Regions from separate parts of the Mus musculus genome. Here region 2 is linked to region 1. The links are chromatin contacts, called in public promoter capture Hi-C maps. All regions are on one chromosome and are shown on one strand. The core of a region is the stretch at or near the end of the contact, and the rest is flanking DNA. Distances in the headings are between cores, read along the strand shown.

What was found. Promoter capture Hi-C pulls out the DNA fragments that hold promoters and counts their contacts.
Region 2: a promoter capture Hi-C map of stem cell-derived epiblast-like cells shows a contact between it and region 1, with 2.3 times the contacts expected there. The contact joins the promoter of Syndig1l here to the promoter of Vsx2 in region 1. A contact is called at or near these places in 2 of 39 promoter capture datasets (macrophages and stem cell-derived epiblast-like cells) and 1 of 484 Hi-C or Micro-C datasets (cerebral cortex).

What each region holds. Positions count from the first base shown.
Region 1 is chr12:84,567,556-84,571,560 of GRCm38.p6, reverse strand. Vsx2 (visual system homeobox 2) reads right to left here and starts at 1,733. Exons shown (of 5, transcript NM_007701.3): 1 at 1,249-1,733. The coding sequence starts at 1,618.
Region 2 is chr12:84,696,859-84,700,863 of GRCm38.p6, reverse strand. Syndig1l (synapse differentiation inducing 1 like) reads left to right here and starts at 2,057. Exons shown (of 4, transcript NM_001033334.2): 1 at 2,057-2,338.

The DNA of each region.
Region 1 (4,005 bases), core at 484-2,983:
GAGCAGGGAGCGGAATGGGGAGTGCGCTCCGCAGCGCCGGGGGAAGAAGAAGAAGAAGAAAAAAAAAAAAAAAACCCGATGAGGACCCCACCTTCTGCAGCCTCTGTGAGCCGCGCGGGCCTGTGGTCTCCACTGAAGCCCTCCTGGGTCCCGGTCACCATCCCCATCCCTACGCCCAGGCTGACCTTCTCCAGGTCGGCTCTTGAAACCACAGATTTTGGATAAATTTCGTTGCAAGAGAGGCCAAGGCCGGGGTGCGCCTGCACGCAGGGACGTGTGAGAATGAGGCAGGCACGGCGTTGCTGGTACCCCCGGCGGTGCTCCAAGCTTCGAGATCTTCCCCTCCGCCAACAGCTCCAACTCCCAGATCCAAAAGTTGACCCAAGGATTACAGGGCTGTTGCACGGGAGCTGGGGTTCCGGAAAGGACTGGAGACTGCGGGTTCGCTGTCTCTTTTGGGGCACCCACAAAAATGTTTTTCTGTTCGAGTTCAGAGAGCCTGCGATGAACCACTTTTCATTGTCCTGCTTCATTTAATACATTATCATGGCAGGAAAAATCTGGGGAAATACTGAGAACCGGCGAGCTAGAGCACACCGCCAGGGAAGTGGCCCTGACGGGGCGAAAGGAGGCTCATCCAGGGTCCTCGAGCCAGATAAAAATCGGGATCCGGTACACCGGTGCCGCTTAGGTTAGATCTGATGGCTGCCCTCTGGGTACCATGGTGGCTTGATTTTCCCAGTTCGTAGCGGGAGGAAATCGAACCTTAGCTAAGCAATATAGGTAGGGGTTTGGTACAGCAATACAGAAACTGGGAGGAACCGGGAGGGGGGCAACTTTGGACACAGGGACAAGTAGGAACAGCATCGGGCTTCAGAAGCGCAGGTCCTGCCCAAGGCCCGAACCTCGGTGGAGCAGTGAAGCTAGGGCCCAAGGAAAAGGATGCGCCAAGGATTCAGCTACCCGGAGCCAACATCCACTGGGGCCCCAACCCAGATATTCGATAGAGCATGGACTGACACTAGGTCCCAAGAACTGAGCAGGGGTCGGACAAGATGAATCTGAAAACCCTTGGAGTTTGGGTCGCTAGTCGGGGACCCGTTGACTTTAGGCCTAGCATGAGACCCCTTGTCCTGCAGGAACTTTTCCTCCCGGGGGAGGTCGGGGGCTCTCAGGCGAGATCCTACAGCTCCCGACTGTGACTTTCCCAAGCAGTGTAGCAGGCGAGCAGCCTCGCCCCTCACCTACCGGAGCTGGCCGTCTGGCTGGTGTCCAGCGGCCCCGACGCTCTGCCTAGTGGCTGCAAGTGGACGCTCTGCGGATCGGACAGCACTTCCAAGAAGGTGGGCTGTGTGTAGAAGCCGGGAAGTCCCCCGGGCCCCAGCAGCCCCATGCTGCCCACTCCTGCCGGGCTGAGAACGGAGCGCGCAGCTAACAAATGCCCAGGGGCCAGGCCGTCGAGGGCAGCCCGCGGGTGGGAGCTGGGAGGCTCCTTGTTCAAGCCTAGGATCTCCTGGATGCCGAACCCTGTGCACCTGGCCGGGGCGCCCCCCGAGGTACTCTTGGCCACTGTCTCGGATTTGGGCTTGCTCAGCGCTTCCCCCGCTTTCCCCGTCATCTCCCGGTTCTTTGGAGGGGCTGAGGCCGCGGGTCTTTTGCTCCCCCAAGCCCCCCCGCCGGGCTCCCCGCTTCGTGAAGTTGGTCCCAGGTGCCCCCTCCGGTGTCTAATGCTCTGGAGCCCCAAGGAGATTCCCTTTTTATCCAACCAGGCGGCAGCCCAAGTGGGGTCAGAGCTGAACAGCCAATCACCAGGGCCAGGAGCGATTAGGAATTCCAAAAAGCTGGCAGCTCCCGCCGCCACCGGTATCGAGGGGCCAGGGCGCAGCAGGCCCAAGTGTGGTGGGCTCTGCAGGGTGCCCTTGCAGGGACAGAGGTGAAACAGCCAGGTTTGGGGTTATTCCAGGAGATACCGTGGATAGCGGTTTTGAGCTGTATAACCTGGCTGGGACCAGTGCCTAGGTTAGCTGCGACAGATCCCTGGGGTAGGGTTGGGGGTGTGGGGATGGTCTGAACGCAAAGGCTAGGAGACCTCTCCCCCTCCCTTAACTAAGCAGCCTCAAATAGACTCAGACACGGGACAAGGAAGGCTGGAGGGCCCTGGACCGAGCGCTGGGCATGAGAATACAGAAAGGTGCTTAGCTGTGCAGAGGGAGATGTGTGGGTAGAGTTATCTCCCCAGCACGGGACATTATGTTCATTTCAGAAGAGCTGTTCAATAAATACTGGCCCACGTTAAAGGGATCAGGGTTAGGATCGAGCCCTCGTGGGAAAGAGAAACAGAGAGGGTTTTCGTTGACAACAAATATGGGGCCTTCCTCCCCTCCTATCCTTATCCAGTCCTCCTTACTCCACCACCACCACCCCGCCCCCACCACGCCACCTCTTTTTTCCTTGTGGTTTAAGACAGGACCTCTATATGGTCTGGGTTGTTCTCAAACTCAACATTCTCCTGTACTGTCCTCCCGAGGGCTGGGATTTCATTTGGGGGCCGACTTGACTATCCAGCTGTCTTTCTAAACGTCCTCAGAGAATGAGCGTGGAGTGCTTCCCTCGAAGATTGTATTTATTCTGTCCAACAGTCAGTAAGGATCAAGTACCTCGCAGCTTCGAGCCAAAAGCCTGAGGTTCTGCAGTAAACCAGAGAGGCAGGGTGTGAAGCTGTGATCGCCCCATGCAGAAGAAGGGAGCGGGGAGTAACTAAAAAGGAGCCGCTTTTCCCAGCTGCTGGGGGCCCTTGACTGCCTGCTTCTCCAGAGGCTTCAGAAGGGCACTCAGTGGGGACAGCTGAAGTGTGGTGAGAAGCATCCTGCTCAGGCGGGCTGGGAGAGTCACCTGGAGTTGGAGGCGTGGGGACTGGTGTTTCAAATATCCTTGCTTCATATCTCAGACTGGAGTGTGGTCTAAGTGTCAGGAGCCAAGGAGAACATGTGTCCCATACACATTCTAGACCTTCAGTTTAGCTCCTTGTTGCCCTCCCAGAACTGGAGATCACTTTATTAATTGGGGGGCTTCTCTATCCACTATATAGAACATATGATGAGGCAGGGGGATTGCTTTTGTTTTGTTTTTTGTTTTTGTTGTTGGTTGGTTGGTTTAGGGTTTTTGTTTTTGTTGTTTTTGAGGCAGGGTGTCTCTGTGTAGCTTTGGCTGTCTGAAACTCAGTCTATAGGCCAGTCTGGACTTGAACTCACAGAGATCCACCTACCTCTGCCTCCTTAGTGCTGGGATTAAAGGCCTGCGCCACCATCACCAGAAAAGATGAGTTTTAATGGATGGTTCTTTGCCCTTCAGGAAGAAGGTGAGGACAGGGCTAGTCACTTTGAGCAGAATGGGAAATGAGACTGCCGGGAGATTTCATTTGGAGCATCTTGGCTTGTCAGCTGCAAACCTTCAAAGCAAGGGGAACCTTCTAGCTCTCCTCGGTTGGCTACCATGGTGTCTGGTATTCTCGGTGGCCTCTACAGGGACAGATTGACAGGTAAGAGACACCAGGAAGGAACTTAAGCTTTGTTGAGCTGGGTTTGGCAGCACACATTGTAATCTGAGCGCCTGGGAGGCAGAGGCTGGAGAAGCAGAGTTCAAGACCATCTGTAGGTACATAGTGAGTTCAAGGCCAGCCTGGACTACCTAAGACCCTGTTCTCGAAAACAAAACAAGATCAAAACAGGAACTGAGGCTACGGCTCAGTTGGGTAAACACTCACTGTGCAAGCAGGAACTGAGTCCAATCCCTGGCACCCAGGGAAGAAGCTGGGCGTGGCAGGCAGAACTGTAAACTCAGTGCGAGGCAGGCAGGTCTCTGGGCCTTGCTGGTGCTAGCCTGCTGTGATAGTTATGACAATTGCCATGTAACAGAATCTAGAATCACCTGGGAGATAGGCCACTCAGCGTGTCTATGGAGGGTCACCCTTTAAAAATATTTCTTATTTGTATGTATGTGTTTGAT
Region 2 (4,005 bases), core at 808-3,307, 130 kb before region 1:
CTGGAAGTTCTTATTGCTGCATTAGCCACTGTTCCCCATTCCCCATTACACAATGCTTATTTTCCTACTTCAAAGCTACAGAAGGGTTTACAATCCTAAAGGAGCAAAGGCCCAGGAAGATTAGGCAACTGCCAGAAGTTGCACAGTCAGTGACAAAGGAAGACCAGCACCTAAGGTTCCCTGGCACCCAGGCCATGGCTCGGTGACACACCACCAACTATAGGTCTCTCTTGGAGCCTTCCCTCCAGACAGCAGCACTTAATTATCAACATTAGTATTTGAAATTCCTATTCAGCTTTTGCTTCACTGGCTTATTATTATTATTTTATTAATATTATTATGATTATCCTTTTAATTAGTAATTTAGTAAGCAGCCCAGGCATTGACAAAAACCAGGGTGGGGAAGGGGCAAGCAGGGGGAGGCCAAAGACAAGCAAGGGCCTTATGTGCCTATGGCAGGGAGACTAAAAGTGAGCTAAGTAACACAAGAGATGATGCTTTTAGGAAGGGGTTTACTTACATGCATGTGGGGCAGGAGCCTTCCTAGTATAACTCTAGTGGACAGAGCCAGGAAAAGACCCGTGACCAACCCTAGGCCAAGGAAGCTCTCTGCCGGGTTTGAAGGAGAAACCCAAAGAGACCAGACCGTGGCCCTTCCTCTGCAGGCTGGGAGCTAAAGGGAACTGCTTTAGATGTTCTGCGCCCACAAGAGCTCCCTCCCATTCAGTGTAGGTTGGCATCCCGACATGGGAGAAGGGAGGGGTCACTGCAGAGTTTTGTTCCCAGGATTCTACAGCTGCCTCAGCTTCAGCGTGCTCTGGAGTTCCCTTTGCCCATCGCTATTTACCTTCCTTTAATGAGAATATGCCTTTTTTCCTGTCCTCTGGGTACCATGATGAATCTCAAGACCTTGTCATGGGTAGAGGGGAAGGCATGAACAATGCTGGTATCCATCCATTCACAACACTCGCGGTAGGGCTAATCTCTCACCATGCTTAAAAAGACAAAAAACAAAACAAAACAAAACAAATGACAAAAATTTAAATTAAATTAAGTTAAATTAAATTAAATTAAATTAAAGGGCTAGCAAGATGGCTCAGCAGGTAAGAGCACTGACTGTTCTTCTGAAGATCCTGAGTTCAAATCCCAGCAATAACATGGTGGCTCATAACCACCCATAATGAATAAATCTAAAAAAATAAAAATCTATGGGAGCTCAAGAAGAAGAAAAAAAAGAGCCGCATAGTTGGGAACACAGAGCCGCCAGAACCCTACAGTCAGATTAGATTTCAGGCCTCCTCATGGGAGAATGACAGAGATGGCTCACCCACTGAGCCTATTGGATGCCAATGTGTCACATATATGTCCTTATATGACCCCCTCATTGATGGATTCCGTCTGGAGAATTTGACAGGTTTTGTAACTTCCTCTGGGTCACACAGTGTTTGGAACAAACTATCACCAAAACTCATGGGCTATAGAACCTATATACTTCCCAACAGAACTGAAGTCTCCAAATCCCGATATTTAAGCTGTGTTGACCTCAGCACAACTCATCCATGTTTGGGAGACAGAGGGTACCTAGTAGATTGTTAAGATAATTAAATGAGATCACTCTGGCTAAATAAATAAATAACCTGGCGTGGTTTATTTAGTAGGCATTCAATAAATATTTTTGTTTGTTTGTTTCTCTTTGTAGGGCTGATCAATAATTTGAACTCAGAGCTTGGGAGCCTCAGAGCTCAAAAATACTCTAAGAAGCTCAAGGGTCGCGCGCGCATCGCTTCTGGGGTGCGCGAGAGGAGGCAGGGGAGAAAAGCTGGAGAAGAGGGTTTGGCTCCAGGAAGCAGAAAAGCCGGTTCCAGCTGCGCGCCCCTCGCGCCGCCGCCGCCTCCTCCGGGCTCCCCGACTTCCCGCCCCGCCCCGCCCCGCCCCTCCCCTCCCGGGAGCTGGGTCCGGAGTGCCTGGTGGGCTGGTTCTGGAGCGTGGAAGGGAGCACGGAGGCGAGAGGCAGGCGGTGGCGGCGGGAGGCGGGGACCCTCCTCGCCGCTCCCCCAAGTCGGCGCGGAGCCGCCTCGGGCCGGGCTGAGAGCTGAGCGCGGCGGAGCCGGGATGCGGGGCTCCCGGGACCGTGTAGGGCGCGCGGGGCGGCGGCGGGCGAGCGGGAGCTGTCCACGGTTCTGAAGCAGCGGCGGCGACAGCGGCAGGGACGCGGGCCGGGAGCAGGGAGCTCTCCTGGAAGCTTCACCGCGGCCGCGAGGCGGGGACGCCGTTGCTCGCCGGCCCATGCCCGGTCCCCGAGCCCCGCGAGGAGGCGGGACGGTCCGCAGAGCGACAGGTAAGGAGCCGTCTGGGGGCGCAGCGGGAGCGCAGAGCTAGGCACCGAGAGAGCTGGGGAATGCTGGGGGAGCCTAGCAGTGCTGAAGCTCCAACCCCTACAGGTCCTCGCACTCCTTCAGAGCTCTGGCCAGGTCCAGCCCCACTCTTCACCTCCTTGTTGGGTGACTCTAGGAGAGACTTGAGGCATCCAGACTGTGATAGGTACCTGGGCACCTTGACCCTGTACCTCCAGGTCTTGGCCCTGACCTGAGACAGCTCTGAGACACCTTGCCTACTGATTACAGGAACATTGATGTGAGTCTCCCAGACTCCCTAGTATCAGTCTCCACTAAGATTCCATGACATTGGTCAAATCTGAGTGGATTTCACTCAGCTATTCCTTCCCATCCAAGCCTGGTCACTAGAGTGACTGGAGAAGCTGTGATCTCTTTGCTCTTGGGTTTCTTTGCCCTGGAATAGCCCTTGGGACAGGGAAATGGGGGCAGGGGTTGTCTATCTCCTCAGGACTGGTTAATACATTTCTTTGGGGGAAAGGAAAAGGTGACAGGTTCCTCAGCTTTTTCCGTGACTCTCTTCCTCTTGAAAAGGGGCTGGGCTTGCATCACACTGCTTGGTTTGGGAAGACAACGTAGTGGACCCGGATCTGGTTTTCTATTATATGCCTGAGTGCTGATGACCCCGACAGAGCTTCCATTTGGTTCTCTCTCTCTCTCTCTCTCTCTCTCTCTCTCTCTCTCTCTCTCTCTCTCTCTCTCTGGCAAGAGTATGTAGCATGAGCTCATTCAGGCCTGCAAAGTGCTTCCAGTTCTTCAGCCCAGAGTTCTGTGAGTGGCAGAACAGACCCATGGAAATAAAACTGCGTAGAGGTAGACTAGTTCACTGCTGTGGTTGACCACGGTCTTCAGACTGGCTCCTCGGCACCCTCCCACCCAGCTCAATTCCGCACCCTTGGAGGTCAAAAGGCTCTGGTTGGCAGCTTCTAATTCCTGGCATTAGTTGTCCAAGCTTATTAAGCCCAGTCTCCTCATCTCTAAGATGAGGATAAGAGCCTTGGGCATCTGTCCACCTCAGGAAACTGTCCTGAGATGCCAGGAGAGACATCTCCCCGCAGTGAGCTCCTCTCACTGCCCCAGTCCCCTAGTCGGGCCTGCTAACAGTGATCAGCTTACTGCCGCCCTTAACCCCTATTCTGCAGTCCAGCCTTGGCTCCTTCTGCCTGCAGCCTCTAAGGAGTCCCAGAAACAGTGAAGTCCAACTCATAAATCTCCAGGAAATAAGAGGATTTCCTGCCCCCTTCCTCCATCAACACCTATAGGAGATAATATAGGGCGAGAGTCTGACTCATAGTTTTTGTTTTTATGTTTCTCCAAGAATCGCAGATCTAGGGAAAATAGCTCTTTGGAGCAGGGATTGTGCTTCCTCTGTGCTTCCCTCCCCCCCCCCTCCCCCCACAGCACCTGGAACCTAGGAAGGACTCGGTAATTGGCTGGAAAACGCAGGGATGAACTGTGACAATGTATCAGTCAACGTGTTTGACTGGAAATCAGGGGCCCTCGGTTTGGTTACAGATCTGTCTGACTGTCTTGGGCAGGTGCCTTCCCTTCTGTTTTCTCATCCGTAACTGGAGAGGCTAGAAACAGATGAGCCCTAAGACTCCCAGGGCCT